2 separate regions of the Anser cygnoides genome follow, and region 2 is linked to region 1. The links are chromatin contacts, called in public Hi-C maps. All regions are on one chromosome and are shown on one strand. The core of a region is the stretch at or near the end of the contact, and the rest is flanking DNA. Distances in the headings are between cores, read along the strand shown.

Region 1 (3,597 bases), core at 160-2,659:
AATTTACACAGCTGTGGACAGATGCAGCTGTGCTGGTGGCAGATGCTGCTATTCCCAGGAGACCATCCTTATCTACCTTGTCAGGGGTTACCGTCGAGCCATTCTGCCAATGAAACACCCCACGAGTGGTCCTGGGTTCAAGCAATACCAGGTGGGTGGATGGATGAATGCATAGATGGAGGGATGAACTGATCCAGATGATTTTGCGGGAAGCAATCTAAAACAAACTCATATAGGCCTGCTCCATTAGCAGCTGTAAAGAGGGAAAGGTGGTGTAGGTAGGTCAGAGTCATACAGCTGGGGTTCACACTTGTACATCTACATGGAGAAGAGGACACCTCTTGCTGTCCTAAGTCATGAAATAATTTTTCTCAGTTTCTGCTTCACTCTCCTTCCTGCTTTGCCAGGGCTGGTTAGAGCAGAACTGGTGAAGGTGTCTCTCGCTGCATACGTATGTTAGGCAGACAAAGTGCTTGGCCCTCCTCCTGCCCTATGGAGCACTGTGGAACTGCAAAGCCTAGAGAGAAGGAAAATTTACATCATGAGGGAAAGTGGTAAAATCTGACCAAAGGTCAGAGAGTGACATGGAAACCATCCAGAATTAGAATTGATTATTTTTAGCAGGCAGCTCTATTCTTGAGCATTGCTCTGTCTGGTTTGCCCTAGCACTGGGGCCACTCCTCCTAAATGCATAAAGTGAAGGTTGCTTTTCGAAGAATCAGGGTGGTAAAGGATTAATCAGTACTTCCAGCAAACATACATGGTGCAGAAGAGAAAAAAGATTTGTCCATGCTTTAAAGTAGCTAAAAATTGGCAGCAGTAACAAAAAAGCCTTAAACTGATGGGCAAATATGGAAAGCAAACGTATTTGCTCTGCTGAGCAGGGACAGATATATCAAGATAAACTAAGAGAAAGATTTCACTTTTGCCTAATCTTAATGGCATCTCAAGCCCACAGATTTCTGGAAATCTAGTGGAGGCCAAATCATGTGACATTTCTGGAGAGATTTGCTGAGGAAGGCCTTTGGGATCATCTCTGAACTTTGGACGATTAGTCAAAACGAAACGCTTTGGGTTTAGTTATTAACAGAGCGCCTGGAGCCCTGCGCCATGCGATTTGAGTGCTAATCAGCTAAGTGCAAAGCCAGTAGGCCTGACTGACTCCTGTGGGCCTTGCCTTCATCTCTGGTGCACTCAGCCCAGACGATCAGACCCAAAGCGTAGATGTCTGCCCTGGGCTTTACCTAGCTCTCCTAGAGGAAAGGGTGTTTAGTGGAAGAAGCCACCAAATATGTGCTATTCCGAAACTGCGCTACAGAGACACCTGTTGGCACCTGCTCCTCACCCCTGGATTTACCAACTTCTGCCTCCTCTTTTCTTCCACCCCACCCACAGGTTTGCTCCTTGTTCCCTTCTTCCCCCACTTCCAGTCCTGGGAAGCGAAGGGTGCTGCTTCATTTTGTCTTCTTCCACATTCGGGACTGCAGCTATGGCCTCCAGATCCAGGGCCACCTCTGAGCCTGGGCCTGGGCCTGGGCCTTGTCCATGCTGCTGGTACCCAGAGCCACGCCACACTGCTCCTGCGTTAGGCTTCCCAGCACCACAGGCTGCAGTCGCACAGCACAGAGCCGCCCTGCTCGGACCTGCAGGAGCTGGCTCACGGCTGGCAGGACTTCTTCATTCAGGCTCAAATGCAGCTGCAGCACTGGAGCCCAGCTGTCCAGGGAAGTGCTGGGAAGTTTATCAAACTTCTGGGGTTCAGGTAGTGTGCAGTAATGTTCCTTGGACATCTCAGAGTCAACTCTACTTCTCTGAGCTCCTGTCACAGATACGTAGAAGGCCTCTTGGTGGGTGTTGCTGAACAAGTATGATTCAGGCGTGCAACCTTCTGCAGGCCCGAGCATTCCTGGCATGAGGTCAAGGCTCTCAAAGCAGCTGTGCCCCTTTGCTAATGGTTTGACAAATAGGAGCATTTCTGCGTTTGTCACAGAATCCCCAGGCCTGTTGCTTTCATGTTTCCCAGGGCTTTAATTCCATGCCAGTATATTGGGCTGGCGGGGGAGAGAGGGAGAAGCAATGCTCCACAGATGGTCCAGGCTGGAATATCCTGGGAAGCATTAATCCTCTGAAGACAAATATTCCTTGAAGAGAGAGATATTAAATATGTGCTGCATTTCTACAAACGCTTTTAGCTGGCACAAGCCAGCCCTGCAACAACCTCTTTCAGAGGGAGGTCCACCATTCCCCTTCCTCTGCCTCCCCCCTCCTGGCCCAGGGCTGCTCCTTTCCCCGTGCTGGCACTAGCACACACATGGCTGTGCAGTGAACCAAGCCAGGGAACTCTGCCAGGTTAAAACTAAGCAATTTCCTTTTCCCCAGGTTAGTTTTAACCTGGATGAGTTCCCCGATCTGGTTCACTGCAGGGCCACAAGAACACTTGTGTTGGCGCAAGGCGGAGGGAGAGTAGCAGAGGGAGTGAAGAGGAATGTGGGCTGGGGGTGTGGGAAGGAAGGGCCATTTCCTTCAGCAGCCGTGCAGGTTTATGCTGGCTTAGAGACTTGGTGTATCTGTGGTGTTAATTGCTGAAAATGATGTGCTCCAAGCAATGTGTCACTGCTGAGAGGTTTTCAGGAATAAAAGCTTCTCTCCCGTTTAACACAGGAGCTTACTTAGGTAAATAGATTACAGTTTGGAGAGTTGGAGACAAAACTGAGTTCCCCAGGCTTATTATGACAAATAATCAACAGTCTACCTAGGCATTATAAAAGGGGAGACGGAGGCAGTGGGAAGGGAAAATCTGTTTCTAAATTTATACAGCAGATTAGGACCAGAGCCACAATGACCTGGGATGTCTCCTTGCAGCTTGGTTCCCACCAATGGCTTCCCTGTCCCTGTATGGCAAGTAGAAGAGGTCACTTGTCTGCTGAACTGCCCTCAGTTTCCACTTGTGCTGAGGGTCAGACTTATTATGCATTTATTTAAATATGAAGGAGAATAAGTCTTCTGAGTGGCAACTTGGTGGATGATTTGTCAGAAGTTAACTCATTTACCCTAATAAAATGGGAATTAATTCATAGGACTGTAGAATCATAGAATGGATTGGGCTGGAAGAGACCTTAAAGATCACCTCATTCCATGCTCCCTGACATGGGCCAGGACATCTTCCCCTAGATCAGGTTGCTCAGTTCCTCATATCTGAGTGGAGCTTTCTCTGGATGTACAGTGATGTAACTGAAGGCAGTTCCTGAAAGCCTATAACAGGATCAGGCCTGTTGTAATACTCAACAGCAGTATATGCAGGTATTCTGCCTTCCAAATCATACTACTGGTGTTCTACTACATTCATCTGAGGAGCCCATTAAGTTCTGGGCAACAAACTCTGCCTTTAATTTATAGCTGCAGCCAACAGGAAGATATCAGAATCTGACCTGATAATGGAGAAATGAACATCAGCAAAGATTTCCAGCGAAATATTTGCTCCTCCATAGTGGGCAGTTCTGGGGTCAGCGGGGCTGTTCTGCGTTGACTTGGTTTTCTCCAGCATGAAGACGTGTCCTGTTCATTATGTTTGATGTGTGTGTAATTCACACTGAATCA
Region 2 (3,254 bases), core at 310-2,809, 140 kb after region 1:
TTCAATATAATTTCATCTATTAATTTATTTTAGGGGAACTCTGTTACACAGCATAAAGGAAACTATATGACGAAGAATTTATCTCTTGAGGTTGGAGTCCCCCTCATTTCCTACATTTTCATTCAATAAGAAGCTACTAAAGGGGTGGGTGGGGGAGAACCTTTCTTACTTTTGTTAGTTGTGTCCAGAAAAGTTCCATCTCTAATTTCTCATGGGAGGAACTAAGGAGTAGCTCTTCATAATGTTTAGAGGTTTATAGAGCTGGAGACAGTGAAAGCATTTACTGTTAATGGGTAGCATCATTTGCAACAATTGTCTGTGCTTTGAGAAGTTATATGGGTAAATCTCACTGAACATCAAATCCCATTCCTGTGGAAACAGTGGTGTAGACTGCTGAAGCGAAAAATACGCTATGGGAGGAAAAATGTGTTTAATTTCAAGAAACCTTACCCAAACATGTACGGGTTAAGAGGTTAGAGTCCTCTATGGTTTAAATGCCATTTACCTTGCTAAGGTGCCCTGGTTTTGATTTAATTTTCTTTTAATGCTTTTAAGGTAAAGCTGGAGATAAAAGAGCATGGTTCGGAGATCATTGGTGTCAATGGGAATTGCTTAATTCACTTCAGTAGGCTTTGGTGTCAAACTTAAATGAAGACATCTCATGAATTGGGATGCAATCTACAGCCCACTGAGGCCAGTGGAAAGACACCAGTTTTAGCAAACTTTGAAGAGGACCCTGAACACCAGACCAAAACGGACTACTGGGGTGGGGGAAGTTAGATGCATTTGCTCAGTCTTGAAGAGCAAAGCTTAAAAGCATATTCAGAACAAAAACCTGTTTTTAATGAAAGGCCATCTGTCATCAGACAAAACCCCATAGATTTCAGTGGAACTAATCCCAAATTGATGGAGAGTCAATATGGCCAAAAATCTGAACAGCACTTTCTCCTTCAGTAATTATTAATCAAAATATAGTCTTAGAACTGACTTCCCAGCTATTAAGATACAAGTTCAAGATGAGCTTCCCCTGCTCGTGCTGATGATGATATGGTCTGTACTGAACATGCCAAAGGAGCTGTAGAAGAGTGCTCTCCTTTAGCTGTTAATCAGCTTACCAGTTCTTGCACAGAAAATGCTGTATTCTGGACTATGATCCTGGCAAATAACCAAAGGGGAAGTGGATTTTCAAATGCTTATTTTATTAATCTTTAAATATCACCTCGCTAGGGCTCCAGGTGCTGAGTGGTTTATAATACTCTAAATTGTAATCATGGATAATTTTTAATCCTGTGCATACATTCCCTACTGTAACTGAATGGGGATCTCGGATACTGTGAAATGCAGAAGAGCTGCCTACCAGATCTGTTTCTACTCTCTGGCACAGCAACGCAAAGGAAATTTTCTGCTAACCCATCAAGTCCTTGAATGATTGGTAAAATACCGTAAGAATCTGAGAGCATTTAAAAGGAGGAGAAAGATACAGAATCACACGTTCCTGCCCCCAGCACATCAGCCAAGTGGGACCTAATCCAACCACCCCCTGTAGTTAAATGAAGAACTTGACTAATTTTTGGATCAAACCCAGGTAGTGCACTGCCTCACATTAAGAGCAGTTCCACTTATCTTTGAGTTGTGTTTTCCTTACTTTGTTTCTGTACAGCTAGCTATTTGCTTGAGGGCTGGAGGATTCACAGAGCAACAATGTTTGAGTTTTTCACTGCTACTATCTTCAGTTTCAGGCACGTTTTAACAAGGAACTTGGGAGCTTTGCATTATGACATTAAGTTTATTAGGTTGGCACAAGAGATATTTACAGAGGACTTTGGCTCACCCTCTTTTCAACATTTATTAACTCAGGGGTACAAGGCACAGCCCTGATTCACCCATTGACTGTGGCTTCCTTCCAGCAGAGGGAAGCGGGTGTAAGTGATGATTTTTAAATTGCGGAAAGGATTGGATATAGGTCTGTTTGATTGAGGAATAAGTGTTGGCGGTAGAGGAATGGGTCTGGCAGCTGGCAAGGTTTGGGGAGACAGGGGAGAATTTCACTGCAAATTAAATTACAAGAGGATCTATGTGATAAAAGAAAGCCTCCTAATGGAGGTTAGTGCTCATTCCCTGTGAAGAGCCATCAAGGTTTGGATGGCTGGCATTTCTAATTCTGTTAAGTGTCAAAATCGATGCTTGATGGGTCTGTGGGAGCCAAGCAGTGGGCACGCCTATGCTGAAATACCAATTTGGTATGAGAAAGGATTCAGGAAGGGACTTCCCAGAATAAAAGAGTGAGATGTGTCTTGAAATTTAATTTGCTTAATAAGGTTTTAAAAGCATTAAAAAATAAAAACTCTAAATAGCAAGGCCATTTCCACCCTCCTAAAATAAACCTTGAGCTTCGTTTGCAGTTTTCCACTTGTAAGTGACACGTGTAAGCAGAGGGCCTGTTGTTGCAACCCTGGAATGCTCCCAAGCAAATGATGCTTCTTTATTGAAAGCAAATGAAGAAAAAAGAGAATCTGTCAAGGAGAGAGAACAGTTTAATTGGATTAAAACCTATGAGCATGTACAGTAGGGGAGGAGAGAGCTCCTCTCTCCCCGATTCCTGTGGAGAAGGCGAGGAGATTACTGGGGGGTGAAGGGGGAGCTACGCGGCACAGCACAAGCAGCCATCCAAAGCCTGGAGTTAGCCAGTGCAGGGGCCCCGGAGGAATTGCCGGCTTCTCTTTGGTGGCTGGGGAGTTCTCCCTGGAAAAGGGTGGCTGGCAGTGCTCATTAGAGGTAGCGCGGGTCTCCTCCAGCACTGAATGCAAATTACAGAGCAATGTTTGTGTTTGTGGTTCATTAGCAGTCAAGTGGTTTGTCCAAAATACATTTTGCTTTTTCTCTAAAGGGACAGCCTGTAGATTCAAGCCTGAGATGTCTTATGCATTTCAAATGACTTACTCCAGCCCTGGTCTTTCATCCCCACACTGTTATTTAAAAGAACCCTGAGTTTTGGATTCCTTTTCATCGAGGAAGCAGAGACTTTGCAGGGGAAGGCATAGCCATGCTTTACAGCCAAGGTGGGAGGATGCAAAAAGTCACCTGGTGTTTTGCTCTTGGGTTAAAATTCGGACAAAGAGGATCTTCACAAATTCAAAGTCTTATTGCAAAGCCACAGCTAATGACAGTCCAGAGTCAAACGACTTTGCCAAAATATTCCTGAGACCTTGGGCTGCTATCTCAGTATTATATCCCATAGACGAAATTTCTGAAGG

What was found. Hi-C and Micro-C count contacts between places; a contact is called where the count stands out from the background.
Region 2: a contact with region 1 is called in a Hi-C map of liver, with 2.1 times the contacts expected there. The contact joins two enhancer-like sites. A contact is called at or near these places in 2 of 7 Hi-C or Micro-C datasets (both in liver).

The regions. Positions count from the first base shown.
Region 1 is chr14:8,305,037-8,308,633 of Taihu_goose_T2T_genome, forward strand. No RefSeq gene overlaps it. Among named protein-coding and RNA genes, the nearest start is that of CLINT1, 17 kb to the left of the region's middle. Within about 2 kb of position 1,410, at least 3 of the 3 cell types and tissues checked have open chromatin away from gene starts, as enhancers often do. A contact at or near this core is called in liver, where this site is marked.
Region 2 is chr14:8,445,567-8,448,820 of Taihu_goose_T2T_genome, forward strand. No RefSeq gene overlaps it. Among named protein-coding and RNA genes, the nearest start is that of CLINT1, 160 kb to the left of the region's middle. Within about 2 kb of position 1,560, at least 2 of the 3 cell types and tissues checked have open chromatin away from gene starts, as enhancers often do. A contact at or near this core is called in liver, where this site is marked.